2 separate regions of the Mus musculus genome follow, and region 1 is linked to region 2. A link is a contact called in public promoter capture Hi-C data. All regions are on one chromosome and are shown on one strand. Each heading gives the region's core, a stretch centred on a gene start, on an enhancer-like site or on the middle of the called end of the contact. The rest is flanking DNA. Distances are from core to core; before and after follow the strand shown. Region 1 has its middle 60 kb from the start of Gm39478. Region 2 holds the start of Mgat5b (mannoside acetylglucosaminyltransferase 5, isoenzyme B).

Region 1 (6,162 bases), core at 3,161-5,660, 290 kb before region 2:
TGAATGAGAATGGCCCCCCACAGACTCATATATCTGAATCCTTGGTTCCCAGCTGGTAGAACTGTTTGGGAAGGATTAGGAGGTGTGGCCTTGTTGGAGGAGGTGTGTCACTGAGACAAGGCTTCCAGGTTTCAAAAGCCCATGCTAGGTCCAGTGTCTCTTCCTGCTACCTACGGACAAGGATGTAAAACTCTCAGCTGCTTCTCCAGTGCCATGTCTGCCCGTGGGCTGCCATGTTCCCCACCATGATGAAAATGGACTAACCCCTTTGAAACTGTAACCAAATCCCTGGTTAAATGCTTTCTTTTATAAGAGTTGACTCGATCTGGTGTCTCTTCAGAGCCATTCAACAGTGGCTGAGACACAAGAGGACAATTCAGTCCGTACAGACTGGAGACCAAGCTTACAGCCTTACTTCTCCACAGAGAGCTCAGGTGGGAGAGAAAGGGAGCAGTGGCCGAGATGGGGTGAGGCAGCTGACACCAGAAGCAGGCCATCCTGCTGCTCAAACACCAGGGAAGCAATGTTGGGGTACAGCTGAGTGGGGGGCAGTAGGACACAGCTTTTCTTCATACATCCTGTACTGGTCTCCTAGAGTTTCCTTCGTTGACCCTCCAGGCCCTCCTTGGTGTGACCAAGCTGACCTCTTACAGGCTATGGGACAGGGCCCTCAGGTCTGCTAGTTTTTAAGCTGGTTTCAATCAGTAAGAGGTGTTAGTACAAAAGACAGCCAAGGAGTTCCTCCTGCTTCCTGCCTTGAAAGGTGTTCTCAGCAACAAGTTCTGTCCCCTTGATGGTTCTGGCTCCAATGGAGCAGCTCCCTTTGTTCAAGTCCCCCACAGCCAGGCTCAGGCCCTGAAATCTGGTGGCAGGACTTCCTCCCACTGAGCTCTGAGTGGAAGCAGTGGTCCAGGGACTGCAGCAGGAGCCACTCAGCCAGAAAGCTATTCCACTTGGCACCGCTTAGCTGCATTTATGGCTTCCCTGGTTGTTTCCGTGTGTAGCTCGGTTACTGCTCAGCATCCCTAGGTAGAAATGGAATCCAGGAATTCTCTCTCCATTTCCAGATCCAGTTCCTCCTCCTGTGCATGATCCAAAATCACAGCCACCAGCCACCAGCATGTTCTGCCGCTCTCTGCGCCAGAAAACTGTGGGCAGTAGGGAGGGGCGGGATTTGAAATGCACAGAGCCAGGAGCCAGTCTCAGAAACCATCCCAATTGCCAGGGGGGAAACCTATACAAGGAGGGTTCTGTTCTCCTGCAGCCTGAGTCAGAGATGTAGCTCTAATCAGAAGGGCGGGCAGGGACATATCTGATCATTATAAATGTCTCACGTGCTTCTGGCTCTTGACTGGAATCACACTGCCAGGACAGCATAAAAACTGCACCCACTACACACTCTCCCTCCATAAATCTCCACTCTGGGGGCCGGGCAGATGGCTCAGTGAGTAAGGTGCTTGCTGCATAGCATGAGGTCATAGGGTCAGATCCCCAGTACCCACATAAGAAGTTTTAATCCCAACACTAAGGAGGCAGAGGCAGGGGAATCCACGAGACTCACTGGCCAGCCAGTCTATATCAATGGGGGAATTCCAAGCAAATGAATAAGACTCTGTCTTAGCTGGGGTAGGTGTGGTGGTAGTGGTAGACAGGCCTTTAAGCCCAGTACTAAGGAGGCAGAAACAGGCGGATCTATGTGAATTCAAGGCCAGCCTGGTCTACAGAGCAAGTTCCAGGACAGCCAAAAGCTACACAGAGAAACTCTGTCTGGAAAAAAACACAAACAAACAAAATAAACAAACAAACAAAAAAAATTAAGAGAAGGGGGGAGGGGAGGGGAGAGGAAGAGAATCTCTGTCCCAGAGAAACAAGGAAGGTGGTAACTAACTGAGAAACAATGCTCGTTTGACCTCTGACCTCGTCACAAGTGCATGCACACCCACAAGAAGGAGCATGCGCACACATAACCCCTCTCCCATCCCCCTCTCTTCTCCTATAGGAATCCCAGCCACCAAAATAAATGAAATTTCAGTCTGGCGTGGCGATGCATACCTTAAATCCTGGCCCTTGGTACAAAAGGTTGGAAGCCTTAAATTCCAGTCCAGCCTGGACTACAAAGTAAGTCTTTCTCAAATCCTGACTCAAAAGATAAGGGGGCAGGGGAGAAAGAGAAGGAGAAGGAAAGATACTGACCACTCAGAAAGATAACTTTTCTGTTTTCTCCCCAGAAAATAAAACACTGGTCTTGGTGAAGAAGAGAAGCCAAAAGACAGTCACAAAAATGTTACTCTGGAGAAGTAACGGCTTAATTGATACTTTTCTAGATTTTGCTTTATTCCCGATACTTAATAGCTGTTTCAAACTACAGTTAAAATTGAGGGCAATACCTCCACTCAACATACAGAGGCAGGGGGTCACCACTTTTTAAGTGTTTAAGCACACTAGCTTAGAACCCCAAGTCGCCTGAGAGTATGGGTCTGCAATCGCAAATCTTCATTGTTAAGGTGACTGGACTTGGTCTCACAGAGGAGGCGTACCTCTTCCTGCCTGTGTCTAGGACATTGTTTTTTTAGAGAGCTTTAATGGCGGAGGGAAGACCCTCCCTGAGTGCAGGCAGCATGATCCCACAGGCTGGAGCTCTCTGCTGCATAAAAGAAACAGGAGCTGAGCCCCAACATTTACCTCCCCCTCTGTTTCCTGACTGTGAGTGAAGAGTGACCAGCTGCCTCCAGCTCCAGCTTCCATCATGACCCTCCCCCCACACACACGCACACACGGACTGGCCCATCACACTGTGAACCAACATGACATGTCCCACACTTTTGTTAAGAACTTTGTCACAGCAACAGGAAGGGAACCAACATGTAATTCACTTCACCTTGGGGCCACTGGGTTACCACACAGGGATTCCTCATAGAGAGGAGGAGGCAGAGGACCGCCATGCCGAGAGTTCCTGGAAGGAGCGACCAGGGTGATGAGAGAAAGACTGAGGCCAGAGGAACAAAATGTTAACGCTCAGGAAAAGCCAGAGAACTATGCCTGATTGCCAGAGGAAGGAAGCTTCCAGAAGAAATCACTGCAAAGTAACCAGCCAGCAGACACCTGGTTGCCAAGTGACCCAGGTAGCCTGTCACCTGCAGCCATTGATCCATGCCCATGGGCTCGGGAGGTGACAGGGATGGAGAGATCACACTGCGCCAGCCTCGTGTGCCAGTCACTGCAAGGAATGAAGATGGTGGACAGCTGGTCTCAACAGCAAACCAGCGCAGGGACACTCAGCAGGTTGATGGACAGTTTCTCTCCATCATACCTCTTGATGAAATGCTATCCTGAGCATACTTTCCTGGTTGTGGGTGACAGCCATAATAATAGCCAAAGAGTCACCATTACAGTCTAGACGGATCAGTGGGCCAGATCCTCTAGGAAAGCGGGTGAGGGGCCACCAAACACAGGACGTCCACTCTGAAGAGCCGCCAGAGCTCTGGCTTTGACCCGTACCTGGTATGTGACTTCCCGGTGAAAGGGCCTGAGTGACAGGGACATGCAACCCTGAAAGCAGGTGCCGCTCAGATAATTAAACGATACATTTCACACTTGTGGGGACAAGCAGAGCAAGGGACATAAAAGTGAATCTAACAACAGGTAGGGTTTTATGTTCCGGTTCCATTTCCTGATTGCATCGCTGAAGGAAAAGTCCACAACACAAAACATCGACCACAGGCAACAACAGCAAAACAAACAAACGAAAGTGATGGATACAGGGTCTGTCTCAGAAAGCATTTCCAGAGGGGAGAAAAAAATCAAATAAAATAAAGGCAACCGAGGTCCACAGTTAAGGCCGGCCCGCAGCCACCAGGAAGCTCTGCCACCCAGTGACTCATCCGACATAGCTGAGGTTTTACCACACCTTGTAAGCAGGGAGGCAGCGCGATGCCAGTGCTGGTGAGAAGCCACCATTCCTCCCGGCTCCCTGGTACATCTGACTGCCCTTTTGTCTGGCACCCTGCAGTATCCATATGACCCAGAAGCCCTCAGCTCTAACCTTACCTAGCCACTCGCCTGCTCTGCTCTACTGAGCCAAAGATATAGAATTAATTATCAGTGAGTTTTACAAATAACTCCTCCAGACCCCTCTGTGCCCAGCGGTCAAGTCCCTAGCATGCTGGAAGATGACAAGCACTGGATGTAACCCACTTCCAAGTTGCTTGGGTTACAGTAGCCTTATCCTCCGGCTGGGATCTGATCCTCTATAAAGAGGGTTGTGAAAGGAGGGCCCCAGGATGCAAGTCCCATTGATCTCAGCTCAAGGCCCCGGGCAGCCAGCCAGCTAGCTCACTGGTGCCCAGCCCTTCCTGGTAACCATGCTCACCTGGAACTCAGCTCAAACCTGAGCACGGTTGCCACTACTCCTGAGTCAGCTGCTGCCCCAACACGCCTGGCCTGGCGAGGACCTGGGTATAACACTCCAGGACTCCTGATGCTGCTGTGGCCCACCCTTTGCTCCAGATGTAGTCTGGGGGAGTCAGAGTGTGAGCATGCCCTGGGAGGAGTGAGGAAAAGACCACTGTGGCAGAGACTGCAGCCACCAACTGCCACGCAGGAGGCAGGCAAGCCTATAGGTCCTCTCCTCGGGATCCTCAAGCCAGGGTCAGATGGGTTGCCTCAGCTCCACAGAGACCTTCTCTGCCCCTGATTTCAGCATTCCAATCAATGCTGAAGGTCAGGGTTTGACTGGTGACTTGGGTCCCAGCCAGGGAAGGTCCGGGTCCAAGGGCCATCCTGCGACCTGAAGCTAGGATTGGCTTTCCGTGCTCCCGTTTCCTGTCCTGAGGTCTTGGGCAGCCAACAGTAAGGCTTCATCGAACCAGGTCAGATCAGTCCCCAAACAAAGCTTGGTTGTTGGAGATCTGCTAGAGGCCACTGACAAGCAAGGCTCCTGGGGCCGCCACCCCTCTCTGGTCAGAGTAGCTTGGTGTCATCTTCACTTCGGCTGCAAGCGGACCCGGGCCCAGGGCAGGGTTGGAGAGATAAGGCCAAGAAACTGGGCTGGGAGCAGCCTGCCCCTCAGCCCTCCGGGCCCTGCAGTGCTGTTGCGGAGAGCCACGGGGAGCAGCCAGAATGGAGCCTGAGGCTCAGCAGCACTCAGCAGACACTTCTGGAATAAATGGCTCAGAGCACACGGAAAATTAAAACGGATCAGGAACTCTGGGGAGTCGGGGCCCCTTGCAGCTCAGCATGGCTGTTCTGGCAAACCTGGCCAAAGTTTCTGGAGCCAGAGCAAAGCTATCCCAGAGACCTGCCCACCTGTCACAACTGGCTTTGCTGCTGCCACCAACAACCCTGCAAGCCTGGCTGCCTGACACTATAAGTGCCTTCAACCAGGGCTTAGACTTCTCTTAATTGGGACTTTTGGATCACATGGCCTGTGGCAGAGTCAGGACTCTGAGGTCTCTCTAGGAACCCCTCAGCACAGCAGGGCTGTACTTGCTGTCTTTGCAAGCCCCAAGCAGCTTCACCAGCCTCTGGTCCTGATGACCCCCCCCCCCCATAAATCCCTAAAGCAGTGAAGAGCTGGGATGTTTTCAAGGTAACAGCCCCAACAAACAAGCCTTAGATGGGGCAAGAGTCACCCCTTTCTCTACCCAAGCACCCTTTGAGCCCAGGGTCTCTCTCTTCGGAGCCCTTGACATCCTGAGACTAAGAGATCCACTCAGCATGTACCCTGGGGCCTGGCTCTGTGCTGGTCTGGGCTAGATCTCTCTTATCAAAAACATCTTTAGCAAATTGCAGAGCCCACGCAACACTGCCCACGGACAAACATGCGGAAACCTGGTCGCCTCCAGGTTCAATGCCTGTCTTGGAGCCTCGGGCAGCCTGGGACAGACAGAACCATCTGAGAAGGGCACAGAGGGTTCAGGAGGGAACACACCTTCCATGGTCTTGTTTAGACATCCAAGGGAGGCCTACGGGCACATGGACAGCCCAATGTCTGACTAAGACAGCTGCTCCTGAATGACAACTCTGCCTCTCTGCACCCATCCAGGTGTAAGCAGGTCCCACGGTAGAAGGTGGGCTCTCTCATACTCTTTCTGGTACATTTTACTCAACGCTACGCTGGTAAGACGCTTTGGAGTGGAAAGCTGGGAAGGAGGCAGGGGCAGG
Region 2 (6,120 bases), core at 1,822-4,321:
CCACCTCCGCTCTGTCCCCAACCTAGGGGACTGTTTGTTGTCTTTCTGCAAGACTTGCTGTACACATTTATTTAATCTCCATTATTTTAAACCGACAGAGTAGTGTTTAATTAAAATTTGGTTCATTAAGGAAAACACATAATTGCCAAAGAAAAGAAGAAACAAAACAAATTTCGAGCCCGTATTTAAGGAAGCTGTTAGAAACTGAGTCGGGGAGGGAGAGAGGACCTAGACTCAGAGATTCCCAAGAGCTGCTTCAGGAGCAGCCGTGCCCCTAATTTGTTGGGGGATCATGGTGAGCTGCAGTAGGAAAGATGGTACAAAGGACACTTCTCTTACTTTGGAGGGACCTCACTGAATCCCTCCAAAGTAAGGGAAGTGGGGTTCAGAGCACACTCAGAGAGATCTTATGGGAGACTGGCAACTATCCTCTAAGCCTAAGGATGAAAAAAAGAGGGGGAGGGGTTTCCGAGTTCCAGTCTCTCAACCCCCACCCTGACTCAGCCATAGGACTGGGTTTCAGGCTGGAGATACAGGATGCTTGACATGAGGAAGGTCTACACCCTCAGCCTGGACTTTGAGGCCCCAATATACCTCTTAGCATCTCTCTACCAGTTACCCCACTTGGAGTCCAGGGAACCCCAAAAGCAGTAGTCATGTATAATACATATGATGGTCTCAACCACACAGGTAACATCTCAGGGGCACCTATAAAATAAAGGCCTGGCCAAGAACTCTGCTAGAGACAGCATTCCCAGACCTCCCTTGGGGATAAATGAAGTTAGGGTGATGTAATCAGATAGCTGCCCCTGGCCTTCAATCTAAAGTTCTGAGGGGGCCTGAAGAAGACTGGTTGCTAAGGGTCTCCACCAGCCTAGACAGGAGGTGAAGTTAAAGGGTTGGGAGTGAGTGGCAACTGATCTGGGAATCCTGTCTTCAGGCACACAGGAGGGAAAGCGGGCTCAGGGCGGGCTTAGGGCTGAGGGCGCTGTCTGTGGTGCTGGAGACCGCTGCTTGCAGTCATTACACCAGGTCCTGACTTCAGAAACGGGGGAGGGGGGGAGGTAAGGGGGGGGGGTTCCAGCGGGCTACAAAGCTGACTAGGGATTTGGGACCAGCCAGAACCCTCTCAAGTTGCAGGAATCCAGTATAGCTCTGGAAAAGCCAGAGTCTTTCCCTGGGCATCTTAGGCCAGGGATTTCTGAGACACTTCAAAACCCTGCCCTCAGTCCTCCGGCTCTACAGACCTTTGCATTCACACAGACAACCTGACTGCTGCTGTCCCCAGAGGCTGCCATCTCAGCCCCCACAGAACTGGCCCAGCATGCTGATGGCAAGAGGCAGGTGGGCCACATCACCTCAGCCCCAACCCAGCTGGGTACAGGAGGTTGTCTGGAGGTACCGGGGATCAACCCAGAACCTGGGAGAAAAGCCAGCACCTGCCTTAAGGTTTATGATCGGACTCCACCTGTGGCCTAGTCCCGAGTCCCACCCCCACAACGGTGCCCATCTCTCCCTCTGTGTCTTCTGAAGCCCAGCTGCCAAACAAGGCAGTACTTCAGGCCTCCCAGACACCCTCTCCCCTAGTCTGGCCTCGGGGCCTAGCTCTGCTGGAGTCTGGGGGAAGGAAGTGGGGTCCCTTCTTGGACCAACAGGTCTTAGCGAGTCTCTCACAAACTGCACCCCTGCCTGGCCAGGACTGTCCACGGGAAGGGAGGGAGGGAGGGAGGGAGGGAGGGAGGGAGGGAGGGAGGTGTTCCATGCACCTGCTATGCCTATCTAGTCTGTTGGAGATCCGCGATTGGGAGTGAATCCCTAGCAGAAGGGGGTCCTTGCCCCAATCTTGGGGACGTTCCTGTCAGACCCAGGTTTGTCCCCCACCAGGAAGATGAGTGAGATGCAGGGGGAGGGAGGGGGAGAGGAAGGGGGATGAACTAGGCAGAGGATGGGCGGGCCGACCTAGGAGACAGGCGGGACACCAGGGGTGCTTCCTAGGCACCCCACAGTAACTTCGCAGCTCAGATAGGACCGACAAGAGATGAAAAAGACCGCAAGGGGCAGGAAAGGGACTTGCTGGCTGGGGCCACTTTGGAGCCCAGGACCTTGATCTTGGTGTTTTCTGACTCCATGCTCACCTCTCTATACCTGATATCGTTCCAATCTTGGTCAACTCAAGAAAGATCCAGACCCGCACCCCCCCACACACACACATACCCCAACCCTATCTAATTCCGTCTTCCCATCCCCATGGCCCTCATCGAGAATAGACTCGCGAACCTCCTTTGCCACCCGAACTCGCACCCCCTGAGGGGACCGACCTCGCCCAGCTCCACCATGAGTCCCCTTGGGGAGGTCTTGACCTCCCTGCGCCAACCAGTAGAGAACTTTACCGAAAGGGTCTCAGGGTGACCAGGCATCTTCTGACCATTATCTTCCCATCTGGGTTGACTGTGATCATTGTTCAAACTTGTCTGGGCGAGAAGCCGGGGGCGAGGCCGGACGCACCGTCCTGGGCCCGGCTCTGACCGCCTCGGGAACCACGAAGCCGCTGCGGGCCGAAGCCGGGGGGTCGCAGCACCGAGGGAGCGCGGGGCACGGTGGCTCTGCAGCCCCGCGCGGGGCACGGCGCGGCCTGGGCGCGCAGGGCAGGGGTTCGGCGAGAGCTTGGGGCCGGGCGCTCTCTGCGTCTCCGCCCTCCCCGATTCACATTTTGGGGAAGGCGAGGCGGCGCGCCCCCAGATCGCCGGCCGCGCGTCTGCCTGCTAGGCTCGCTGGCTGGGCGGGACGGCGCCGCGGCGCGCAAACGGGCTTCCCGCGGCGGGCGCCCTCATTCCCGGGGCCCGCGCCCTCAGAGCCGGCTAGAGGCGGCCCCAGGCCCGCACCCCGGCCCCCCGCACCTTCCGGCCGCGCCGCTCTGCAGCCGCGCGCAGCGCCGCGCCCATGGCTTTGGGAAGGAACGGCTGCGCGCTCGCCTGCCTTCGTCCTCGCCCGCCCGCTCGCCCGCTCGGTCGCTCGGCCACCCGCGCTCCGGGCTCCGGGCTCCCGCGCGGCGCTACAACCCGAGGCGCCGCATTGTTCCCTCTGAGGAGGCGGCCCGGGAGCGGCCTCGCGTTTCCTCGGCGCCTGAGCGCCATCTGGTGGCCGCAGTCTCGCTGCGCTCCCTCCCCGGGCTGTGCGAGGAGGAGGGGGACGCGAGCGCGGGAGCCATGGCTCTGCGCCCCTCCCTGGACCATGCAACTTCCTAGGGCATCCAGCAGACCGGAGAGCCGAGGCTGCTCCGGTAACTGCATCGCGCAGGGGAGATGGGGCGCGGAGAGGGGACCCTTGTCTCTCCTGCAGAGCACGAGCCACCACTACCACCCCCAAGAGCTTCCGTACCTATGGCTTCTCACCCGCTGATTCTCTCGGCAACACCCACCCACCCTGAGAAACTCCCCGAGTCCTCCCACTTCTCACTTGCCTATAATAAACTGGGGCTGTGGCATTCATGCCAGGAGCCGTCAGCTGTATGCCTGAGGTCTAGCCTTGGACCCTCTCAATCACTGAGTTAACGGGCTTTCTAGTATACAACTAATGACCAAAAAGCTCACCAAGGCTCTTTAAAGTCAATTCCCAAACCCACAGGCTTAAATTTTAGCATTGTTGAGCCCTGCGCACACCATCCCTGCGTGTGTGTGTGTGTGTGTGTGTGTGTGTGTGTGTACTGTCCTGTCACTTCCTCACTTAGAGTTGATGTGAGTTTGGTCTTGACAGCCAGGAATGAAATTATCACCCAGGCTTGTGGCAGCTGGAGGCACCCAGACAAGATGCATGATTTAGAGGCCCAGCAGAGACCCCATCGCCCTCAGACATTTCCTTAGCCAGCTGGCTGGAGTGCCCGAATTTCCCTCCTCCATCCGTCACTCTTTCACTGAGGCACGGTCAGACTGCCCTTGCTCAATGCAAATGTGCTACCTAGCGAGCGAGCGAACACATCAATTCGCCAACACCAATTTATCGCCTGTTTTCTCGTTGGCGGGAGTAAGGCAACTAGGTAACAGGTGAACGCTGGTGGAGAAGCAGACAAAGCAGTCACCGCTGGTAAGGAAAGGCTCAAGGGAGGCAGAGAAAGCTGCAAAGGGCCTGGGGATGCCAGGGTGCTTGGATGGAACCAGGTTAAGATGGAAGAAAACACGGGTGTCCTAATTAGGTTTCTGTTGCCGAGATAAATATCCTGACCAAAAGCAACTTGGGAAGAGAGGCTATGCTTGGCTAACACTTTCCCCTGGCAGTCAATCATGAAGGGAAGTCAGGGCAGAAACACAAGGCAGGAACCTGAAGGCGGGAGCTGACAGAGAGACTGTGGGGGTGTGTGTGGGTGGGTGTGTGCAAAGGCCGTGGGGGAGTGCTGCTTACAGACTTGCTCTCCAAGGCTCCCGTCTGCTTTCTACACCACCCAGAACCACCTGCCCAGGGCGGCACCAGCACAGTGAGTTGGGACCTCCTACATTATTAATCAAGAACATGCCCACAGGCTTGCCTGTAGACCGCTATGATAGAAGACAGTTTCTAAACTGGTAAGTCCTGCTTGTGTCAACAACAATAACAACGAAAAACTAGCCAGAGCAAAGGGCTTTCTCCTGAGCTGGGGAGGAGACTCACCATCACAGACTGTCTTATACTCGGTACCCAAGGCTTTGGGGCACTTCCTGACCAGAGTCGTGCCTGTCTGGTTTTGGGTAGTGCTGATCCAGCCTGAACGTCTTAAGACCACGAAGGCTCTGCTGGCTCTTCAAAGTCAAGAACTTTGAATGTGGTCCAGAGAGATGAGAGATGCTGAGCATGCTGAGAGATGGCTCAGCATGGGGAGACTGGTGACCTCAGGACCTACAAGGTAGAAGAAAAGAGCCCACTCTCTCACATCCCCTGACTTTCACACTTGCATCATGGCATACATGTGACCTCACACATGCACACATGACACACACACACACAAAAGAATGTCTCTTCTGACCTGACACCTCCCATCTCCCCAAGCTCAAGGGGGGTTGTTTATGCCTCTCTGACATCCCTGAGGGTTGTCTGCCCTAGTAGGTATGACTGCAGTGTACCATCTGGGGAAATGGCCTTCCTTCAACCAGAACTTGGACTTAGAACATGGGAAAGGACACTCCCAGCTAGGAGTGGTGTCCACCTAGCATCCTGGTGCTTAGGAGGTGGAGGGAGGAGGATCAGCAACTTACGTCTAGCCTTGGCTACACAGTGAATTTGAGTCCAGCCTGGGCTACATGAGACTCTGTTTCAGAAGGAGGTAGCTCCCCACTGACCTCTTCCTCTGGATCTTACTCTATTGGAACTGTCCATATAGACAGCAGAGGGATTGCCTGCCTCTGCATTGAGCAGCAGGCTCACAGCTAGTGGAGACGCAGAGGAAGAGCGAGGGTTACTTGCTATGACAGATTGTTTAGCCGTGTGCTTGCTTTTGCCAGCCTTGTCTCTGCAGTCCAGTTCAGTGCACATGGCCCCCTTGCTGGGCACAGTAGGAGAGAAATTATGAATCTAGTATTATGTAACCTTGAACACAAGAGATCTGTGCCTCAGTTCCCCCACTGTGACTCGGGCTATTTATATAGCACTGGCTTCACAAGGTTGCTATGTGGATGCCTGCCATTATTTCTGTCTGCTGTAGCTGGCACCACTGGTGCCTGCATCTCCTCTACACTCGCCTCTACACACTAAAACTACTGTTCCTGAGACAGTTCTGCTTGTGGGGAGAGGCTGTGGGGATATGACCACTTTCAGGGAGAAAACTGAGGTGGCCCCAGAAACACCCTGCAGCAACAGATAGCTATCCTGCCTGTGTCCCACTTAGGTGTGATACTCCGAGCCTCGTGTCCCACACACTCCTGGTAAGACAGCGCTCTTGTTGCTGAGTTGCCCATTACTCTATGATTCCTTGTGTCTGAGAATAGCCACCCTCTCTGTCCCATGACAACTGTCATTCTTCAGCCAATACTCTTGGGGTCAGCTCCCAGACAAACGATTGCACTTGAGTCCCTGTCTCAGAACCCCAAAACCAGAGCCTTGCAGAATGGACCCAGGGTCTTCACCCCTGGGACACAGCAGACTCAGCTGTGGAAC

The links. Promoter capture Hi-C pulls out the DNA fragments that hold promoters and counts their contacts.
Region 1: a contact with region 2 is called in a promoter capture Hi-C map of liver, with 2.2 times the contacts expected there. The contact joins the enhancer-like site here to the promoter of Mgat5b in region 2. A contact is called at or near these places in 13 of 39 promoter capture datasets (the 3T3-L1 cell line, 3T3-L1-derived adipocytes, the C10 cell line and 7 more), 13 of 484 Hi-C or Micro-C datasets (CD8 T cells, Th1 cells, bone marrow-derived macrophages and 8 more), 3 of 115 datasets of contacts at active chromatin or transcription factors (bone marrow-derived macrophages, embryonic stem cells and stem cell-derived neural progenitor cells) and 4 of 9 other capture datasets (adipose tissue, embryonic stem cells, liver and 1 more).

Annotation. Positions count from the first base shown.
Region 1 is chr11:117,203,404-117,209,565 of GRCm38.p6, reverse strand. It overlaps a transcript of Septin9 not described here. Among named protein-coding and RNA genes, the nearest start is that of Gm39478, 60 kb to the left of the region's middle. Within about 2 kb of position 4,410, at least 58 of the 459 cell types and tissues checked have an H3K27ac peak or open chromatin away from gene starts, as enhancers often do. A contact at or near this core is called in liver and uterus, where this site is marked.
Region 2 is chr11:116,915,814-116,921,933 of GRCm38.p6, reverse strand. Mgat5b (mannoside acetylglucosaminyltransferase 5, isoenzyme B) reads right to left here and starts at 3,071. Exons shown (of 18, transcript NM_172948.3): 1 at 2,391-3,071. The coding sequence starts at 2,458.